Regions from separate parts of the Gossypium raimondii genome. Here region 2 is linked to region 1. The links are chromatin contacts, called in public Hi-C maps. All regions are on one chromosome and are shown on one strand. The core of a region is the stretch at or near the end of the contact, and the rest is flanking DNA. Distances in the headings are between cores, read along the strand shown.

Region 1 (3,922 bases), core at 784-3,283:
TGCATACTCAACTGGTGCCTCCATTGATTGCAGTCTTTGTTGGTTGCTAGCACTGAAGTTTCCCTGTAAAGAAAATCCAATCATCTCCACGAGTACGGCATGAGCATTTGATGGGACAGAACTGAGCAATCAAATAGTCAAGAAAGCAAAAGAAATTGCTAGACATTGATTGTTAATATTTATACCATGTTTGCTAACAGAGAAACAGTTGTCTTTGATACAAGCTTTGCCTGCGGTTTGTACACTACAGTAGGCTTGACATCGGATTTCGAAACCTTATCAGATGAGATAGAAATACCTATTCTGGACTGCTCTGCCTGAAATTGTGAAACAAGTAAAAGATGAGAGGTAGAAAGATCCTGCAATGAGAAAGCTATCCAGTTGAAGTAAGGGAAAACCTGAGAAGAAACCATAGCAGATGGAGCACGATTGACTACTGGCTTGAACCTCACTGTCTTTGGCCTTATTGCAGGCACTATGTTTGCAGAGCAAGCATTAGGGGGTGCGGCATTAATAGCCCCTGCAAGGAGCTCCGAGAAAGACTTAAAACTGGAGCAAGTAGGCCTTGAAGCTACTGGTTTAGCTATGACTATCCTCTCTGCTTCTTTAACCTCCATTTCAGTAATTGTGTGTATTATATTTCACTTTAGCATAATGTGCCTTGGAAACCCAATTTATACCACTCCTTGACCTCAGTAAAGCTCAAAACCAACATATTACACCTACAAGCAGCAGGGTTATATAAACAGAAGAAATGTTAGGAAAGAAAGTTGCACGATTATGAGTTTGTGTTTGCAGAACAAGTTAGAGACAAAACTGCAGAACATCTCAGCAGTATAACTAGGACAAGACATGAAAATATCTTGCTTTCTGGAAAGTTCTAAAGATCTACTCATACTTGAAAGTAATTGAATGACTGAACCTTTTCTTTTCTTTTTTTTCTGAAAAAACAAAACAAAACAATTTAGTCCAATTTAATAAAACAATAACAAAGGCTTCACCTTAATACTATTTAGAAGATAAGTCTTTGGCTAATTGATAGTCTTGTTCACTGGTCATTAGGACCCTATATTTAAAGATTTCTGAATCAAGTATTGGCTACAACCCAGAAAATTACTGACCATAAATTAAGATTCCTTTTTATTTCCATCATGACCAGGGATCAAGATACAATAAAAATATTCTCCATCTTGATATCAACTCATATCTTCTTCTCTTTTTTTTTTTCTGGGAAAAGTAAACTATCCCATCTAGCATTATGAAGAAAAATAAGAGGAAAAAAAGAAATTGTTTAGGATTTTACAGAAAAGAAGTAGTTTAACAGCATTTGGAGTAAGTAGAGAAAAAAAAAACTCCTTCTAAAAGAAAAACCAAAGCCCCCAAATAGAATTTTTAACAAACAGAAAAAAAAGGGGGAAATCTGAAAGTTTAACTAATAATTAACAAGTAAATTGTATATGAACACAACACCAAAAAGTAATAATAGAGCTAAAGAAAATGAGAACTGACCAGAATAAGATATGTAACAAATTAGCAAGTTGTTTTTGCTTCCATGAAATCTCATTAAATTCCAATCTTTTCTGCTCAGTCTGCATGATTGACCAAGGAATTCAATGAGGAAAATAAAAACAACATAACTTTATAATTCAGAAACTTCTTCCTTAGCAGGAAAAAAGAAACATGACAGAACTCTGAAACACAAAGAACTTGACCTCCAATAACAAGAAACCCTAACCAGTTAACAGATGAAGCAGCATGCTTTTGTTTAATGAATATATACAAGAAATGATGTTTTCCTGTCTGTTCTTGAACTTATTAAAGGAACCAAAAGAGAAACAGCTTTGGAGACCAAAAAAAAAAAAAAGAACAAAAGGGTTTAAGCTGAATTTGATTTATTTGAGTAACGCATTTGTTTTCAGACAAGGGAAAAAGATGAGATCTTCAATGTCTGTTTTGTGCCTGAAACTGAGAATGTGAGGGAGTTCATTGTTTTCTTGACCAAGAAGAGGAAAAAAAGGAGAAGTCGCTGATATTACTGAAGTGTTTTTATTTTTACGAAATATTAAGGCCGTTTTAATATAAATATTAGGGATAAGGAAACATTTAGTCCCTGAACTTAACAGTTTTTCTCAATTTGGTCCCTAAACTTTTTTTTACACACAAGCCCCTAAATTTGACAACTTTTCTCATTTTTTGTCCATATGAAGATCTGGCAATTTGACATTGTGTCATACCATCACTTAATTTTTTTATAAAAATTGTAATTTTTAGGTGATGATGTGGACAATATCAAATGACACGTCATCACACGGATCAAAATTAGAAAAAAAAATGCTAAGTTCCAAGACTAATGTAGATAAAAAAAGTTTAGAGACTAAGTTAAAAAAATTGTCAAGCTCATCGACAAACTAAGTGTGTGTTTACCATTGAGGTTGAAAAGCATTTTTCGAACCAAACCTTGATTTTAAATTGAGATTTTAACCCAAGAAAAATAATTAGTTTTTTTGGCTTTTGGAAAAGTGCTTGTTAATGAAGTTATCTTTTTATCTCTCGTTAAGTATTCTATTTTATAACATGTTTAAATTTGTCATTTTATCTTCTCAAAAGTATTTTTTAACAACAATGGTAAACATTATTAAAATTTATAGCACTTTTCATCATCAATAGTAAACTAACCCTAAACAATGCTTTATTTTTAAATATTATACGTAACAATAAATTTTAAGTCTAAATATGTCATTAATTCTTGTACTCTTTGAACTTTTAAAATTTAATCATTTTTATTATTTCCTAACATTTTTGTCTTTTTACTTTTCATAGTGCAATTGACAACATTGGTAATGAATTTTTATGAAAACTAACATTTTAATATTTAACACATACTCAAATTTAACAAAAAAATAATTTGTTGATATAGTGGTATAAGAAGGAAGAGATATGGAGGAGAGAGTGGTGGTTGCTAAGGAAGCTAGTTCACCTAATCAGGATGAAGAGATGAAGGTTACAAAGAACGAAGGTGAGGAGAGTGTTAAGATTGAGAGCTGAAGGTAAGTTAATAGACTATAGTCTTGGTATTCTTGGAGTGTCGATCCTTTCTTCATTGTTCCTAACGGTATTTATAGGCGAGGATCTCGTGTAGGATGATGTTAATGTGTTGAACTTGCAATTAAACTATCATTGTGGAATGCATGGGGTGGATGTCTTCGATAGGACAATAATGTTTGTGATGGAACAAATCCTGTCATTCATTCTGACTTGATGGTAAAGAGCAATTGAACCCACGTGGTATTTGGTGACCAACAATATCACATTCTCAATGAAAGCTTAGGGACTCGAATGGCGGATGACTCGTATGTGTCCGGATGGTCGTTCCGAAAGAGAGGCTTGTTGGTGACTTCTCGATTTGACGGTAGTTGGCTTACTATTTGAGTGTCTTTCTTGCTTGTCATGTATCCTGATACGGATGGGGGTATAATAATATTTCTCCTCATTCAAGTCGAGAAGTGGATTAGAAAGTGGCCTTCCTCAAGACATTTTAATCTATTAGCCTTCTTTTTTCATAGGTTGCATTGGATGATGGTATTGTTTAATGATGAACTGTTGTATCAAAATCTTTAAGATTCTGCCATAAATGTATTATGAGGATTGCAGTTTTAGGAAGTCGTGATAATGATGATTAGCAATTTTTTGGAACAGATGGTGAGTTGTCACTCAATGTTGCTTGTTATTTGAAATGATGCGTTTTGAGAGATATGTTTATATATCTTCTGGGTTTTCTTTGTTGAGAATACTTTGCTTTCTTTACTTTTTGAAATTTCTGCAACTGTTCTTGTTATTATTCTGACTTTGGTTGGTTTTTTTCGACAATTTCTACACTTTAGGAGTTTGCTTGCTTTGATTTATTTTGTAGCTCTTCTTTTGT
Region 2 (3,922 bases), core at 661-3,160, 150 kb after region 1:
ATTCATTAAGCATATGTCACACAGATGGTATCAAAAGCAGTGAAATATTGACTAGAACCATAGTGAATCACTAGGAAGGTAACGTACTTACAAATACCAGTTGGGATTAAACCAGAAAAAGGGTTCACAATATTTTCTCAGACAATTAAAATGTTTAATGGTTTCAAATTAGCAACTAATTATAAACGGATACAATAATTGATGAAATAGACGCAATAAAAGCATCAAGAAGGAAATGAAGCTTCATCTAGCAACAAAAGACTAATTTCAAGTATGACATTGCCAGTGAGATTGACATAGTTCATAAGATAAATGAAACTAAAGACCCATACAACATATCCAATGAGATCATACAACTATTCGATAGCATTACAATTCCATCTTGTCTTTGGGGTTACTAAGGGCCAATTAACGAAAAAAATACAATCCCATTGCGTAAAACCGCTAATAACAATGCATTCATTAAAGTACGCATGAGTATAATCAAGATGCAAATCACATGAGAAAAAAAAGAATGATAATCCTACAATCAAAATGTTCAACAAAGCCCTCAAATCTCATAGCTATATCTGGTCATTCACAGTGTTAACAAACTGGTTTTCATTAAGAGAATTTTATCAACCATCATCTGTGTCAATAAGAAGATAAATAGAATTATAGATAGAAAGAATAGAGAAAGAGAACAGGGAAAGAGGAGAGAGTTATCGACAGGAACCAAAAAGGATAGAGAAACAAAAGGGGAGGAAGAGGAAGAGGAAGAGGAAAAGGAATTGAACAACAAATGATGATAGTAAATGTTCTAAAGCGAAAATCAGTCGAACTGCTCCATTCAATGAGTTTTCCATCATTGGGCAAAATCCACTAAACCAAATCAGTTCTAAAAATAAACAACATTCGGCCGGTGGGAATAATCGGTGGGAATAAATAAATAAAATGATAAAAAAGAAAATCATGAGGAAGAAAATAAAATTTGAGATGAAAAAAAGAGAAGAACCACTTACCGAAACAGTTGGGCCGGAGATCTGAGACGATGGAGTGAAACGGGAGAGGCGATTTCGGGAGGGACGGAGAGGGAGAGGGTGGAGGTGATTTTGCAGAAACAGCTTCTGTTGGGAGGTCAATTTCGGCGATTTCGAAAGGGAGGGAGAGGGAGAGGCTGCAGGTCGATTTTGGTGAGGGTAAAACAGAGAAGGTTTTCGGGAATGCGTCCGTAATAGGGTAATCTTGGTTTTTGGAAGGGAATGCAAATCGGCCAGGAAGCAGGGAATATCGCGTTTACGTCCGTAACCGTATAAGCCCGTAATAGGGCATTACAGCGAACCAAACGCAGGAATTGGTGGGGCGCGAGTAATAGAGGCGTAATCGCATATCCAACACGGTGAACCAAACAAGCTGTTATTCTCCCAACTCCTGTAAAAAGACTTCTCTAGTTTTTTTCAATTTTGATATTGAGCAAATTGATCCTTCTCAAAAAAATTAGAACAATTTAATCTCTGTTATTTTTTAAAGTGAGCAACTAATGATAATTAATCACGGGGTTAATGTTTTTCATTATTTTACATAATTTTAATAGATATAATAATAAATTTAAGCCTCAAAGTTTACACATTCTACTAATTTGATCTTGATTTAATAAATTTAACTCGCAATATTTGTGTAAATGTGTAAAAATCAAGGTTAAATTTATTAGATTTTTAAAACTAAGATCAAATTAACAAAATATATAAATATTGAGAGTTAAATTTATTATTATATCAATTAAAATTGTGTATAATTAACATAAAACATTAACTTTATGATAACTGTTCTTAATTATTCACTTTTAAAATTAATAAGAACAAATTACTTCAATTTTATTAATGGCATCAAATTGTTGAATATTAAAATTGAAATTACTCCACACTACATAATTTATGCGCTTCTCTCCGTTCAAGAACAACTGACTGGCAAGCCCTAGCTACTAGCTAGCCCTTGCATTTATTTCGTCACTCATTTCCCAATTTCCCGCCTTTTACTTGGGTATCTTCCCTCCACAGTCCATCTCCATGGCCGACAAGAAGCGCCGCCGTGCCGACTCTGACTCCGATTCAGCGTCCCAGCCTTTCAAGAACCTTCTCAAATCGGATGCCCAGATCCTCCAAATCCTCAAATCCGTCACCTCCTCTTCCTCTTCTTCCACTTCCAAACCCTTAACCCTAGCCGACCTGGCCCTCTCCGCCACCTGCCGGGAAGTGTCCGACCTCTCACTCTCCTCCGTCCAATCCACCATCGAATCCCTCGTTCTCCAGCTCACCCACCAAATCCTCTCCGGCCAAGGCTTCTCCTTCACCGTCCCTTCCCGTTCTTCCTCCAACCAACTCTACGTCCCCGAACTTGACCGCATCGTCTTAAAAGACAAATCCACCGTCCGCCCTTTCTCCCACATCTCCTCTGTACGCAAAACCACTATAACCGCCAAGATCCTCTCTTTAGTCCATCAACTCTGTCTCAAAAATATTCACGTCACCAAGCGTGACCTTTTCTACACAGACGTTAAGCTCTTCCAAGACCAGGTTCAATCCGACGCTGTTCTGGACGACGTTTCGTGTATACTTGGCTGCACTCGGTCCAGTCTCAACGTAATCGCTGCGGAAAAAGGAGTGGTCGTTGGGAGACTTATTTTTAGTGACAACGGAGATATGATCGATTGTACTAAAATGGGAATGGGAGGAAAAGCAATTCCTCCTAACATTGATCGAGTCGGAGATATGCAGAGCGATGCATTGTTTATTCTGTTGGTAGAAAAAGATGCAGCTTATATTAGATTAGCTGAAGATCGGTTTTACAATCGGTTTCCTTGTATAATTGTGACTGCAAAAGGGCAGCCGGATGTGGCTACAAGGTTGTTTTTGAAGAAAATGAAGATGGAGTTGAAGCTTCCAGTGTTGGCATTGGTTGATAGTGATCCGTATGGATTGAAAATTTTGTCTGTGTACGGGTGTGGATCGAAAAACATGTCTTATGACAGTGCAAATTTGACTACCCCGGATATCAAGTGGTTGGGGATAAGGCCAAGTGATTTGGATAAGTATAAGATACCAGAGCAATGTAGGTTGCCAATGACAGAACAGGATATTAAGACTGGGAAAGATTTATTGGAGGAAGATTTTGTGAAGAAGAACCCTGGGTGGGTTGAGGAGTTGAATTTGATGGTGAAGACTAAACAGAAGGCGGAGATTCAGGCATTGAGTTCGTTTGGGTTTCAATACTTGTCTGAGGTTTATTTGCCATTGAAGTTGCAGCAGCAGGATTGGCTTTGAGCAGGAGAGGTAAGAACTCAGAATGTGGAATTTGTTGTTTAAGGTTTATGTACGAGAACTTGGAAATTTGTTCAATGTTCACTTTTCGTGAAGATAGTAATAGTTGGATTTCATGTGTTGTTATTTTACTTCTAATTATTCGTTGATTGGTATGGGTTGGTAGCTTTCACAATTTCTATATGCAGGAAATTTGAAAGAAATCATATGCATTTGAAAGCCTAAAATAATTCACATTTAGGTTTAGGGCTGTAGGTTACAACAGCAGCAAATATCAATGTCCTCTTTGATACAACTTTGTTTTGTTTCTCGATTATCTTTCTCAAGATAGAAAATGCTTAGGAGAGGAAGAGAATATACAACGGAACTAATACATGAGAAATAGAGTAGTCAGTAGGTACAAATGAAATGACCTCCATTTTATTTCATCACATTCGAGTTAAATATGGTCAGTACAACTATACAGTTGACCTCATCTTTAATCTTGACACTCCTACAGTTCACTCTCTTATTCTCTTTTATATCTGTATTTAAATAATTATTACTATATAAAAAACAATGCACAAAATTGAGTTTTATATATAGACACCTCACCTTCTAATAACATCTGTCCTTTTTTGGAGCCA

What was found. A called contact is a pair of places that touch in the nucleus more often than the background predicts.
Region 2: a contact with region 1 is called in a Hi-C map of leaf, with 2.7 times the contacts expected there. The contact joins the promoter of LOC105768154 here to the promoter of LOC105768173 in region 1. A contact is called at or near these places in 2 of 2 Hi-C or Micro-C datasets (both in leaf).

Annotation. Positions count from the first base shown.
Region 1 is chr4:13,747,646-13,751,567 of ASM2569854v1, forward strand. It overlaps LOC105768173 (WRKY transcription factor 44), which reads right to left and starts at 2,034. Exons shown (of 7, transcript XM_012587946.2): 1 at 1,736-2,034; 2 at 1,510-1,589; 3 at 399-722; 4 at 186-317; 5 at 1-63. The coding sequence starts at 617.
Region 2 is chr4:13,893,325-13,897,246 of ASM2569854v1, forward strand. It overlaps LOC105768154 (DNA topoisomerase 6 subunit A), which reads left to right and starts at 1,911. Exons shown (of 1, transcript XM_012587918.2): 1 at 1,911-3,427. The coding sequence starts at 2,046. The coding sequence ends at 3,299. It overlaps LOC105768153 (pentatricopeptide repeat-containing protein At5g02830, chloroplastic), which reads right to left. Exons shown (of 12, transcript XM_012587917.2): 12 at 3,695-3,922. The coding sequence ends at 3,887.